Linked DNA regions of Sus scrofa: regions 1, 2 and 3 are each linked to region 4. Evidence: chromatin contacts called from public HiChIP or PLAC-seq and promoter capture Hi-C data. All regions are on one chromosome and are shown on one strand. The core of a region is the stretch at or near the end of the contact, and the rest is flanking DNA. Distances in the headings are between cores, read along the strand shown. Region 1 holds the start of PLEKHG4B (pleckstrin homology domain-containing family G member 4B). Region 2 holds the start of CCDC127 (coiled-coil domain-containing protein 127). Region 3 holds the start of LOC110257285. Region 4 holds the start of EXOC3 (exocyst complex component 3).

Region 1 (3,335 bases), core at 523-3,022, 200 kb after region 4:
AGCCCTGACAGGGGCACAGGGACACAAATACTTCAGAAGCTGCAATCCCTAGGGGCCCTCCCAGGGAGAGCAAGGCCCTGCTCTGACAGGGCAGCAGAGGCACCGCTGCTTCAGGGCACAGCCCTGCCCAGAGGAAAACCACTGCTTCCAGGCCGCTTCTTGCCAGGAGCCACGGGCCGAGCGCAGAAGCCTCACGTTGCACCATCAGTAGGATGGGCAGGCGCCTTGGCCTACTGCTGTCGGGACCCAGGGCTCCAAGCCACCTGGTCTAGGTTCAAGCCCAAAGTGAGGGTATATTCGTTCTGTGTGGAAGGAGGGAGGCATGTGAACTTGGCCTGAATGATTCTTGTAAAAACTGCCGCAATCTGGAAACCTGGGGTCTCCTGGGTTTGCTTGAATGAAACAATTTGTGAACACACATCTCAGAGAACCTGGGGGCAGATTCAGGGCCGACTCTGTTTCCTGAGCCCAGCATTCTGGGGAGATTTGCAAGTGATGAAGTGTTCGCGTGAGACCACCAGCAGGCTCGCAACCCAACAGACACCACAGACACAAAGGTCCACATTTCCCAAAGGCGACTTCGGACGAGACCCACACGGGGCCCCTAACCGGATAAAACCCCAGGCCACCTGTACCCAGGCCGCAGCCCAGCAGGGCTCTGCAGCCTGCCTGGACAGTCCACTTGTGCTCCCAACCCGGGCCACCCTCCTGTCTGCAGACCGGACCCCAAACAGGGTGTCTCCTCAGAAGCAGAAGTGGGTGCATATCTCTGTGGGGGACCCGGAGCCCTCCACCACATGCGGAGACGTCTGGGAGCCTGACTGTGTCCACGGAGAACAGTGGCCTCCAGAGTTCCTGCTGCCCCAGAGAGCCTGGGGGTGGAGGGCAGGGCCAGGAAGTGAAGGCAACCCTCACTTCTGTCCACTCTGAAATCCCTTTTCAGGACACTAAGTGGTGACCTGATGCTCAGCTGTTAATTACGCACAGTTTCAGCTCTGTTCAAATTAATTTTTTAATAACACGTTTCAAATCTTAATTAGGCACCTGAAAGTACCAGCTAACTTTTTAAAGTGAAAATGCTGTTGGGTAACAGGCGTAGAGTGTAATTACTGTAGCAAAACCCTCTGTAATCTGGTTCATGGGAAAAAGGGTAAGACAAACCCAGCCCAGGTTTTGCAATTCACAGGAAGAAATGCAGGACAGCCTCCACCGCCCTATTCCAGACCCAAGGCGACCATCTTCTTTGCTAAGCAATGTTCACTATCTAAACTGCCCTTCCAGTTTGCAGTCTACTCTGGTACTTTTTCAAGCAAAAGGTCTTTGTCTTCGTGCACAAAGTTCATTGGTTCGTGCTGCCAGATTCGAGGTAATGAATAACTCAGGAACATTCTGACTGTGGGCGACAATTTCAAAAGCGTCTTTTAGTCTTCCAGCCCCCTCCGCCTGCACTCCCTTCCCGCCATCAATGCAAATTTGCCTGGAAAAGCATATTTCTCTCATAAATATTCAGGAGTTTAAAGGAAAAGTTTGCTAAATCTTCGTTGAAGTGGCAGAAAAAGTGAAAGCTCTCTCCCCCGCAGCCCCGGCCCCATAACCGGTCCCCACACTCTCTCGCCGTCCCCTACCTTGGCGCCGGCGCCCCGGTCCCCTCGGCCGAGCGCCGCGCGGAGAGCCATGGTGGCACCGCCTTTGTCCCGGCAGCAGAGAGGACACCGCTCAGCAGGTCCGCCAGTCGGGCGTGGGAAGGACGGCGGGCTGGGGGCGGGCTGGGGGCGGGCTGGGGGCGGGCCCTCCCGGCGGCGCTCCCCGCCCACCACACGGGGGCGGGGCCTGGGACCGCGGCGGGGCGGGGAGGGGGCGTCTCTCCCGCGGGGTTCTGGCTGGGAGTTGGGGGGTGGGGTCTCCCCCGCGAGGGCCCAGAACTAGGAAGGGGAATCTCTCTCTCTCCGCCGCCCAGGGCGACGGTTGGAGGGGGTCTCTTCCGCGGGGACTCGAGGTGGGAGAGGACGTCTCACCCTTTGGGTCTCCGGAGCGGGAAGTTGGAGGGATCCCATCTTCGGAGGTGGCAGGGCGGGTGGAGGGCGTCTCACCGACCCCAACCCTGGGGGCCGCCTTGCCGGCGCCTCGGGCTGTGCCCTCACCTAGGAGGGGACCCCACAGGGGGCGGGGTGGGGGGGCTGGGGCGAGCTCCTCCCTCCCCAGCTGTGGGCGGGGGCGACATTCCTTTTACTTTTGTTCTAGCGGAGCCTGGGTACCTGCCATTTTGTTCTCAGACCCGTGGTTGTGACACTGCACCCGACTTCCGCGGGTGTGGACACTCCTGCCTTCTGGGTAGAAAGCTATTGGACGGTGATTTCCCCCAGCATATGTAGATGCACCTCATATGCACCTGCGTAAACACGCTAATGAAGGCAATCAGACCCTGATTTCCACTGGTGTAGATGGAGCGGACCCATTTCAGCCTGTGTGGGTGGACCAGCCCTCTTCCGCCGAGCGAGCATCCTGGCAGGTGGGATGCGCTCTGCTGGGTAAACAGAACTCCTGAGCGAGCAGCCACCCTAGCCTCCTCGAGGAGTTAACAAGCTCTCACTGTGTTTGCAACCCTAACGCCTGGGTTTATGGAAAACCTCCCCAAAGTATCCTCCACGCCCACCCCAGGGAAACAAAAGCCTTCTCTGTAGCTAAGCGACTCTAGGTCTCAGGCTGTGTGCTGGGAATGCAGCCCGGGTCTCAGGACTCCGCTCCTCTGCGGGGGCGGGGGGTGGAATCCGCTCTAGCGGGGGTCCCCTCCCGGTCTTCAGGAGTCTCATCCTGCACTACGTCCTGACTAGAAACACGGGCACTGACTCGGCCCACCCACTGCGGGACTCAGGCACTCATTTAAAGTTGAGTTGTGTTGGAGCTGAATGGCTGCAGATGCCAAATGAATGAAGCTCCTCCCTCACCCCACACCGGTTCTTTGAATTCCTGTAGTGGCTCCCTGACTGGTTCCTCTATTCGGCTGTCTGGAACCTCCAGTCCCACCCACTGAGCCCATGCAGAGTCAGGCCCACTTCAGGGCCAGGGATCTGGGTGTTACTCCTAATCCCTGAGCACCGCGCCCCCCCTTCTCTTCTCACCCGCTCACCTGCCCTTGACGCTCCAGAAACAGGAGCCACCCTGCATAAACCCCTGTGGTCCCAAAGCATCTGCAGAACAGAATGTTGGCAGGCCTCCAGAACAGGAGATTTGTCCAGGAGCTGACCTCGAGGGAGGTCAACAGTGACCTGGATGCCTGATCAGGGTGCAGCTCTGGAATCTCACTTGTGCTGGAGATTTGGAGGCTGGTGGGTGTT
Region 2 (3,238 bases), core at 213-2,712, 130 kb after region 4:
GCACCTGAAACACGTGAAAGCCTTTAAACTCTTTCTGGTGTGGCAGAATGTCTAACTAAACCTCCTCATATTCAACACAATGTTTAATTCATATATACATATATATATTTGCCTTTTTAGGAACGCACCCCTGGCATGTAGAGGTTCCCAGGCTAGGGTCCATTCGTAGCTGTAGCTGCAGGCCTACAACACAGCCATAGATAGCAAGGTAGGATCCGAGCCAAATCTGCGACCTACACCTCAGCACACATCAATGCTGGATCCTTAATCCACTGAGTGAGGCCAGGGATCAAACCAGGATCCTCATGGATGCTAGTCAGGGTCGTTAACCACTGAGCCAGACAAGAACTCCTAATTCTGGTCCTTTATATCTATTTTTTTTTTTTTTTTTTTTTCGTTTCATGGCCGCACCTGCAACATATTGAAGTTCCCGGGCTAGGGGTCGTATCCGAGCTGCAGCTGAGGCCTACTCCACAGGCACAGCGACACAAGATCCGAGCGATATCTGTACCTCACGGCAATGCCGGATCCTTAAACCACTGAGCGAGGCCAGGAATCCAACCCGCATCCCTATGGATACTAGCCGGGTTCTTAACCCACTGAGCCCCAAAGAGAACTCCTCAATTCCTGTAGTTTAAAGAGGAGAGAGTTGTGGGTATAACTACAGACATATGTCAACAGTATAACGCTGGTGAAAGCCCTGATTCCGTTGGGACCTTTGACATTCAATTACTAACTAGGTGGCCAGGCGAGTTCACGTTATAAAACCAAATATCTAAACCCCCTAAATTCAGTGCTTCAGTAAAACCCTAAAGGGTCGACTCTGACGATCTGTCCGGAGAGGAGACAGGAACCAGCAGCCAGGCCTCGGAATGCACAACTCGACCGACTCGAGTAGGGCCTGCGGGGCCCTGCAGGAAACGCCCAGGACACTGTCCCGCGTCCGCCGTGGTAATTTTGCAGTAAATGCGCAGAGGCCACCGCACAGCCCTCAGGAGGCCCAACCTAGTGCCGGGGATCAGCTCAGACCCCACCCACCCGCAGGCCGCCCTCCGGCCGCACGACCTTGGACAGCCCCCTCCGCGCAGCGGAGCGGGCGACCTTGGCCGAGGCCCCGAGCTCCAGGCAGGGCCCCGGGCGGAAAGGGGTCCCGGGCGGCTACAGGGTCGTGACCTTCACCCAGCCAGCGCGGACAGAACCCGGCGGGCCCTCCCCAGCCCGTCCCATCGCGGGGCTGGGGGTGCGGGACCCGGCGTTCGCCCCTTCCGGCCCCTCCCAGCCCGCGGCGCCGACTCACCGCCCAGGTCAGCGCCAGGCGCCGGGCGCGCAGCAGCCGTGACACAGCCCGGACCCCCGACATGTCTGCCGTCCGCAGCGTCCCGCTAGTCCCCGCGCTGATCGCGCCTGCGCACGTCGCCGCGACCCGGGGACGACGGGGGGTGGCGGGGCGCCGCGCCTGCGCACGTCGCAGCGCCGGGGTCTTACGTCGCCGCGCCCGGGGTTGAAGGGGCAACGCCGCGCCTGCGCAGAGAGGACTGGCAGACGGAGGAGTTCAGGGACCTGGGGCCCAAGGTCCCGGCAGGGGTAGGTTGCAGTCGGGGGTCGGGTCGTGTCCGAGACCAGGCGTCTTCACAGGCTCGCCTGATTTCTGCTCTGGTCCCGACGGTGTTCGATTTTTCTCCAATTTACGGGAGTTTTGCGGAATGAACCAGTGCTCGCAGGTACCCCACTTTTCTTTATGGGACGGAGCCGGAGTTCCTGTATCGAGCAGTTCGACGACCGGCGGCCCTGTTGGAGCGAAGTTAGGCCCAGTCCGGGCCGGGTACCGCTGCTTTATTAGATTGCACGCCTCTTAAATTGTACGCCCCGGGAGGCGGACCCTGTGGTTTATGGGAAAGGTGGGCGGCGCGGACCCTGCAGCTTATGGGGTGAAGGGGCTCTGAGCGTTTTGGCTTCAGCGCTTTCAATCTCTGACTTTTTGTTTTGTTTGTTTTTTGGTTTTTAGGGCCGCGCCCGCGGCATACGGAGGTTCCCAGGCTAGGCTTTGAACTGGAGCTGCAGCTGCCGGCCTATGCCACAGGCGCAGGAACATCAGATCTGAGCCGAGTTTGTGACCCACACCACAGCTCAGAGCACCGCGGGAGCCTTAACCCACTCAGCAAGGCCAGGGATCAAACCCGCAACCTCGTGGTTCCTAGTCGGATTCATTTCCGCTGCACCACGCAGGGAACTCCGGTCTGATTTTTTTATTCTGTGTTCACCGCAAGCTCTTTGACATTAGGTACTGGAGCCTTGGTGTGTGCGTAATTTTTTCATTGCCAATTAGAATTTTATATCTTTAGTTGTTAAATAAGTATTTATCGCAAAGCCCGTTAAGAGTTTTTAAAGTTTGATTTGAGTTCCTTTTGATTATATATCTCATTCTATCTGTGTTTCAGTCATTTGAGACACTTCTCTCTACCATGACTTGTGAGTTACTTTTGTCTGAGGTCTTGGTTTTCTCTTTTAATCCCATAAGGCTCAGTGCTGTGCAGCAGCACATAACTGGATCTAAACCAAAATTGTGTTTGTTTTTTGGCCGTGCCCACACCATGCAGAAGTTCCTGGGCCAGGGATCAAACTTGAGCTACAGCAGTGAAAGCAGCAGAGCCTTAACCCATGAGCCATCAGGGAACTCCTGAGCAGAATTTTTTGAAAGAAAACAAGACTCACATGAGCCAAGTAGACGATAAAATTAACAATGTATTGTGTTCCTTTTGTGTATTAATGGTGTTATCTTTTATTTCAAGGTGTATCTCCATGAATAACTTAAATGACCCCCCAAATTGGAATATCCGGCCTAATTCCAGGGCTGATGGGGGTGATGGAAGCAGATGGAATTATGCCCTGTTGGTTCCAATGCTGGGATTGGCTGCTTTTCGTAAGTCATGGTTTTCCTAACACATTTGCTGGGCTGAGAGTGTGGGGCTTAGGAACCTGAGAGTTGTTGGCTGGAAAAAAAAAAACGTGCATGAGACCCGTGCCTTGGGTTTTATTCAGTGTCTTACTGAAGACCATGGCCCAGGGTATGGCTTCTCAGATAGCTGTTAGGAACTGCTCCAAAGAGGTAGGGGGAAGCCAGGATATATGTGAATTTTTTGGCTGGGAAATACATACGGTCAAGCATACGTCTTGGTAAAAGATTACTGCTTGTCACACCAAAAATCCAACAACAACCAGGTATCTCAAGTTAATGATT
Region 3 (3,412 bases), core at 177-2,676, 230 kb before region 4:
GCGCCCGGGTTTGCGGAGTGAGGGAGGCGGCAGGACCAGGAAGGACCAAGTCTGTGCGAGCCTCCCTGCCTGTCCCAAGTGGAGAGAGCAGGAGTGTGGCCCGGGCTGTGCAGAGCTCAGACTGTCTTGGGGACCTGCCTGTCGCCCCAACCCCAGGGGCATCCCTCAGGCGCTACACAGCTGCACGTGGGCGCTCTGCTCTGGCCGCTGGGGGGCGCCAGCGTCATTCAGTGCCTGCAGGGATCCAGGAGCGGGAGGTGCCTGCAGCCCAGGCCCAGGGAAGGGCAGGGGCCAAGGTCAGGGCTGAGGACCAGGGTCACCAGGTCACCGCGCAGGAGTCTGGCCGCCCTCCGCTGGCTGGAGGGTCTGGATCCCGCGTTGGGTCTGAGCACGAGGAACTTGGCAGCGGCAGGGGCTGGGGGGGGCGGGGCAGCTCGGGGGGCGGGGCAGCGGGGGCGGGGCTTGCCCCTGGCCGCCTGCCGCAGGACGACCGACCCGAGGCAGCAGTGACAGGCGTGGCGAGGGCTGGCGCCAGCGCTGTTTGTTTACCGAACAAAGATAGTTGCTAGGGGACCTCGGCATGTCCTGCTTTGTAGTGGAAGTGAGACCAGGAACCCCGTTCTTTTTATTATTAACTTGAACCTAAGACTCTCCTAAGATAGAATTACATCGAAAGTGAAAGCCAGCAGCCCGAGGATGGGACACCCATCCTGGGGCACTTTCTATTCTGGGGGCTCAATGGCGGCCACAGAATGCGTGACCAATGGCAGGAACGGCCAGCTCGTCTTAAGCAAATGCAGCCGCTGTTGCCCGCAGTGGCCAGGGTGACCTGGCCAGTCCTCCATGCGTGCCAGCAGGCATGCTCATGCGTGTGCCCGTAGCGGACACTTTATGTCTAAGGGGCCGGGCGGCTTTGTCCACTGGGTCCAGGTGGAAGGCTGCCCTGAGGTCCTGGGGTCCCAGATGCCAGGCCTGGGAACACCTGCCAGGGACACCTGCAGGTTCGGACAGCCCAGGAACTCAGTCGAGGCGCCACAGGGCTGGCCTCTCAGGCTCTGGTCGAGTGCTCAGGTGCCCCCGCTGTGAGACGGGAGTCGCTAGTGGGCTGCTGTCCCCACTTTCTCCCTGGCGGTGGCCTTGGGGGGAGCTGAGGGTGGACGCAGGGACAGAGCACTCAGCTCCAGCCTCCCATCTGGCCCGCTGGCCCTGCCCACAGTGTGTGATGAGAACCATCCCGCTGAGCTCCACAGAGGAGGGGCGGCACCTGGGCTGCAGTGCCACCTCCTGTCACATCTGTCCCCTGCTGCCATCGCCGGCCTCCTGCGCAGGACTCACTCCCGTTGCCCCGGTAACCACACAAACAGTGCTGTGCATCCGGCCATGCCTCAGGCTTCAGGAAGTGGGTGTAGGGACCAGCGTACTGGAATGTGCTGGTGTCACCAGCTGTGACAGTGTAGGCTGGCCACTGACCACGGGAGCATGGCTCATCTGTTAACAGCAGGGGCGGCCTGCAGGGGCCTGCGGTGGCAGGAAGGGCCTCAGCATCGCCACGTCTTCACCTGGCCCTCTCTGCCGAGTCCCGTCCCCTCTGTAGGTGCCCGGGCCTGGCTGGTCCCCAGCAGCCATCTCCCTGTTCTTCTGGCTTTGCGCCCGCCCTCCCCTGGCCCAGCCCTCTGAGCCCCAGCTCACTCTTGCCTTCACGGCGGTCTCTGCCCCCCAGCCTCTGATACCTACACGCCCTCGCCCAGCACCCAGGGCCCTGGGCCTGCACCCGAGGCCAGAGGACAAGGAAGGGCCGAGCAGTGTTGGCCAAACCAGCCCCCACCGAGCCTTGTTGAGCGCCATGGAAGCTTCCTCTGGGCCCTTATCCAGGCTGGACCACGCCTGCAAGCGCAAGCCCCAGAGGGTGGGGCGGGCAGACCCCGGACCCTGACAGCAGTGCAGCCTGGGAGGCCTCACTGCCCAGAGCCCGCACCGCCCTGGGCCTCTGCGGAGTCACAGCAGAGCCTGTGAACCGCGGCTTCGCCAGGACACCCGCGGGCAGCAGTAGGAGGCACACCCCCGCCACGCCCAGGCCGCTCTCACAGGAGCCGGGCCTGTAAGCCCTGAACCTTCCTGGCTCAGAACCGTCCTGGGAAGCAGGGCAGGGCTCCTGGGGAGGCCAGGCCCGTGCTTCCGCCCCTTCTGTTTGGTTTCCATGGGGATGGTGTGTTGGTCCCTGGAGAGGAGGCTGGAGGATCTGCGGGCTCGATTTTACCCTGGGAGTCCTGGAGGGGGTGGGAGCCTGGGGTGTCTTTCCCTGGGGGAGGGGAGAGACAGAGCAGACAGAGACAGAGACAGAGAGGGAGAGACCCAAAGGGAAACAGAGAGACAGAGAGACCTACTGGGCTGGCCCCGGCTTCCTGGCCTGTGTTTGAGCCCTCCCCCCCTTTCCTTGGTGACCCGACCTGTGTGCTGGGCGCTGCCCCCCGCCCTGACGACCCCCACGACCGCCTCCAGGGCCGGGCTTGGTGCCCACAGGTGCAAGCGCATCTGTCCCTCTGGGTCACAGGGCGCAGCCTCCAGTCCTGGAGGGCGAAGGACTCGGGCAGCCTCTGCGGGAGGCGGGTACGGGAGGGGCTGACCAGCTCCCTGCCGCCCACCAGGCGTGGGCTCCTGCGGCCGCCCGGTGGCCCAGGGCATCTTGGGGCGAGCGCCCCGCACCGTGCGGAGCGGGCCGAGTTGCTCCTTGACGAGCCCCCTCCAGGTCACCGGTAGCATCTTTCTCTTCCACCTCGTGGTCCACATCATCGCAGTTTCCATCAATCCGGCCGAGAAAAGCGTGCATCAGAAGAACTATTTGGAGCCTATGCCTGTGTTTGACAGGTCCAAACACGCTCATGTCATCCAGGACCTGTATTGCCATCTGTGTGAGACCAATGTGTGAGTGCCAGGGGCGGGGCCCCGAGGCCCGGAGGTGCTGGCCGCGGGGGGACCAGGCAGTGGACTGGCACCGCCCCCTTGAGAGAAGCGAGGCCCGACTCAGGCCATCTGATGGCCGGGCTGCTGGCTCGGAGGCGTCCGTGGGGGACGGGGAGGGAGGGATCTGACTCTGGCCTCCAGGCCTCAGCCCTGGCACCACTGGCAGGCGCACCTGTGCTGGTTGCCCCCCAACCCCGTGTCTCCTCTGCAGGCAGACGGGGCCTCTGACAGGTCCCCCTCCCCCCACCCCGCACAGACCGCTCACAGGGCGCCCCCCTTCCTTCCAGAGATCCCAAGACCAAGCATTGCAGTGCCTGTAACAAGTGTGTTTTGGGCTTCGACCACCACTGCAAATGGCTCAACAACTGCGTGGGGAGAAAGAACTACCGGTGAGGCCCGCTTGGCTCAGTGGGGAGGGCCCGGGATGGGCAGGCCTGCCTCCTCACGCGGG
Region 4 (3,237 bases), core at 136-2,635:
TACCCTGTGTCCACAGGCAGAGACAGAACAGGAGAGGAGGATGTGTCAGGAAGGTAGAGATGTCAGGTACAAAGCATCCCCCTGCTCCAGTAACATTCAGTTGTTCACAGTGGAGCTATAAGGAGAGCATTTGAGATCATTAATCTAATAGACATGAAACACAGCTGAGCTAGGATTATGACCTCCTTGATATGAAACACAAACCTTCAGAACCCAGTGTTATCCCTAAGGGGCGCAGAGGCAATTACAAGCATAAGATATTAACATGCGGATCCAGACTACTCAGCACCTCAGATGTCAATCTCCCCCGGACAGGTCCAATTTCTAATTGCCACCAGCCCTGACTAGCCAGTGGGGCCGAGGTGCCAGGACGCCTCAGGAAAGCTATGGAGGCACAGTGACAGCACACACTTTACCGTGCCTGCTCAAGTTTGAGCACCATCCTCTGATCCCCCTCAAAATCACTGTCTGTAGCACCCAAAATTCCATTCCCTACTGCTTAACAGCCCTAGTAAACAGAGGTGAGAGGGCACAAGGCACTCTGCTCAGATGCAATGTACACAGCACAGATGCTGCATACAAGCACACCTGCCTTCAGCGCCAGCTCCTCCAACCTGCCAGCCAGGGAGCTGGCGACGCCTGCTGAGCTTTCGGCAAAGCAGAGGACTGACTTCAGCTACTGAAGTCCATTTCCATGCACATTTTCTGCGCACGGCTTCTCAAAGATATTTCTCAAAGCAACGCGAGGTCCGCGGAGACCCTTGAGGGACCTGTGAAATAACTCCCCCGTCTGCACACGAGTGCGTTCCGTGTTCTCTCGGAATGTGCTGTGGCGCCGTCTCTCCCCTCCCGGTGCTGACTAGGGCACCGCGCACACGACGGGACACACGGGGCTGGGGGGCGCCGGCGTGTCTCCCCGCCCGTCTCCGCCGCGGACCCCCAGCCGCGCCCGCAGCTCTGCACCTGCTACTCCCCACCGCCTGGCGCGCCGTCAGCCTCTCCACGGACCGTCCCCGGGCCTCCCACGGCCTCCCGCACTGCCTTCCGGCCGCGCCCGCACCCGCCCGAGCCCGGGGAGAGGACAGCGGCCACGGACCGCGACTCCCGGACTGTGCCACCCGCCCGCAGCGGCCTCACCTTGCGAGCCGCCGCCGCCGCCGCCCGGAAGTGAGCCGCGACCGGCACTTCCGCTTCCGGCCTCGTGACCGGAAGGGGGTGGGCCCGGCGGGCGGGACCTTTGTTGGGCGGGTCCCTGTGCACAGAGCTGGGAGATTTCGGGACCCGCTGTCGATAGGGACCCGCTGTCGACCGGGACCCGCTGTCGACCGGCACCCGCCGAGAGTCGGCCGGGGCTGCGGGACGAGCGCGGAGCCGGGAACCGGGCGGCTGGGCTGAAGCCTGAGGGGCGGAGCGCGAGCGCATACACCCAGCGCGGAGACGCCTCTCACGGACGTCACAGGCACGCAGACACCCTACACACACCACATATAGACAGGCCACACCGCACACACGGGGCGCACAAGCACACACATGCACACGCCTGGGCTCGTGGGGGCAGGGGGCACGTGGGGGCAGGTGTATGAGTCCCCCAGTGCGGTGGCCCTATAAACCCAAACCTCCCAGCCCCCGCCCTCGCGGGGCCTCCAGTCCCTGGGCCTCCTCCACCTCCTGCCCCGTCTTGGCCCAGAGGCCGCCTTTCCCACAAAATCGCCGCTTGGCTATAAGACCCCAGCTGTTCCATCTGTGCCGCCATGTTCCCTCCAGAGGCGTTGCAGAATTTACCCAGCTCTTGGGTCACTTATCTGCACCCCGTCCCCTGTACACGTGCACAGGGGTGTCAGCGGCAGCACAGCCGCATTTCTCCATCTTTTTTTCCTAATGTGTCTTAAGCACTATCACAGGGCCTGGTATTCAGCAGGGGATGGACTGAAGGAAGGAAATGCACATAGAACAGCTCACTACCACTTCGCAGAGACAAAGCTAGAACATCTGATGGCGGGGCTTCATTTGCAAAATCAAGAAGACATTTCCACTTAAAGCAGACACATACTAACATTTATTTTACATCCATATTGCGAATTTAACAAGAACCACAGTATCAGAAATGCATTTGAAAGCTCTTTCTAAAGGCACTGAGAAAAAGTACAAAAAGTTACATTATAGTGCATCCAATTTTTAAAAATTCAACGAGTCAGTCTCCATATTGAAAGTTTTTTTCATCCAGTAGAAACTGCAAAAATATAAAATACAATTTGTGTTTGTCTTTTCCCTTCCATATCATTCCTGTATACTTGATTTTAATATGTTCTCAGCTACACAGCCAAAAGCTACAGACAATAGAAACATATAAGCCGGTAATTAGTACTGGTAATGACATTTTAAAGCAGAAATGGCCACGCCTACAGAAATGGCCAGATCTGACCTTCTACATTCCATCATCACCTTCCCCACACAATTTTTCCATAGGGGCATGGCTGTAAAATCACAAAAGTGCTGACTGGGGGAAGTTTTGTTGCCACCGACCCAGCAGAGGAAGGGACCAGGGCACATCAGGACCTGGGTCCCAAGCATGATGGTACCTTTAGAACACAAACCCCTCAGAGCTGGTGTCCAGATGCTGATTCCACACCAACAAGGCTTAATCTGCCTGTCCACCAACCGTGACCAGTTTGGTGCACGTGGTCCCAGGGGAGTGGCCACAGATGGGTGCTCTGAACCTCCAGGAACATGGCTTGGGTGCCACAGCCCTTGTGGGCAGGGGTGGCTGTGTGTCCTTCAGAAAGACTCCTCCTCACGCGAGGCTCACGCCTGCAGCTCTTCGGTTATGCGGGGATCTGGCAACAGTGTGCAAACGTGCAATGATGTCTCTCAATTCCATCTTTTCAGTCCGGGGTTTTCCGGGTGATGCATTTGGTACATGCGTGTGGCACCACCTGTCTATTGCGCCCTGAGACAGGGAAGTGTGGTGTCAGGTGCAGGGCTGCCCCAGGATATCCCAGGACTTGCCACACTGGCCTAGCCTGGTGAGAAGAGTGAGCCTGAGGGCATGGACCTGGTGAGCCATCACGGAGGGGCTCCAAAGGGGCTGAGCGCTGCTGTTGAGGTGTGGTACAGGGCTTCCATGAGGAGCGGAGCCTTGGTTTGAACCAGAAGAAAGGAGGAAGTTTCCGGCATCCCACAACTTGTCCTAGGGGTTAGATCTACAAGGAGGTGTGCCGTGCTCAGTGTGACATTAAG

What was found. Promoter capture Hi-C pulls out the DNA fragments that hold promoters and counts their contacts. HiChIP or PLAC-seq counts read pairs in DNA pulled down with a chosen protein or histone mark.
Region 1: a contact with region 4 is called in a promoter capture Hi-C map of liver, with 3 times the contacts expected there. The contact joins the promoter of PLEKHG4B here to the promoter of EXOC3 in region 4. A contact is called at or near these places in 2 of 5 promoter capture datasets (both in liver) and 1 of 2 datasets of contacts at active chromatin or transcription factors (alveolar macrophages).
Region 2: a contact with region 4 is called in an H3K27ac HiChIP or PLAC-seq map of alveolar macrophages. The contact joins the promoter of CCDC127 here to the promoter of EXOC3 in region 4. A contact is called at or near these places in 1 of 5 promoter capture datasets (liver), 3 of 47 Hi-C or Micro-C datasets (fibroblasts, heart right ventricle and liver) and 1 of 2 datasets of contacts at active chromatin or transcription factors (alveolar macrophages).
Region 3: a contact with region 4 is called in a promoter capture Hi-C map of fetal liver, with 3 times the contacts expected there. The contact joins the promoter of LOC110257285 here to the promoter of EXOC3 in region 4. A contact is called at or near these places in 1 of 5 promoter capture datasets (fetal liver) and 1 of 2 datasets of contacts at active chromatin or transcription factors (alveolar macrophages).

Annotation. Positions count from the first base shown.
Region 1 is chr16:79,933,274-79,936,608 of Sscrofa11.1, forward strand. PLEKHG4B (pleckstrin homology domain-containing family G member 4B) reads right to left here and starts at 1,773. Exons shown (of 23, transcript XM_021076826.1): 1 at 1,626-1,773. The coding sequence starts at 1,676.
Region 2 is chr16:79,861,132-79,864,369 of Sscrofa11.1, forward strand. It overlaps CCDC127 (coiled-coil domain-containing protein 127), which reads left to right and starts at 1,463. Exons shown (of 3, transcript XM_021076939.1): 1 at 1,463-1,584; 2 at 2,790-2,920. The coding sequence starts at 2,800. SDHA (succinate dehydrogenase [ubiquinone] flavoprotein subunit, mitochondrial) reads right to left here and starts at 1,825. Exons shown (of 15, transcript XM_021076931.1): 1 at 1,298-1,825. The coding sequence starts at 1,360.
Region 3 is chr16:79,500,084-79,503,495 of Sscrofa11.1, forward strand. It overlaps LOC110257285, which reads left to right and starts at 1,427. Exons shown (of 13, transcript XM_021076900.1): 1 at 1,427-2,922; 2 at 3,249-3,350. The coding sequence starts at 2,849.
Region 4 is chr16:79,728,887-79,732,123 of Sscrofa11.1, forward strand. EXOC3 (exocyst complex component 3) reads right to left here and starts at 1,386. Exons shown (of 13, transcript XM_021077064.1): 1 at 1,138-1,386; 2 at 1-4. It overlaps AHRR (aryl hydrocarbon receptor repressor), which reads right to left. Exons shown (of 11, transcript XM_021077068.1): 11 at 2,034-3,237.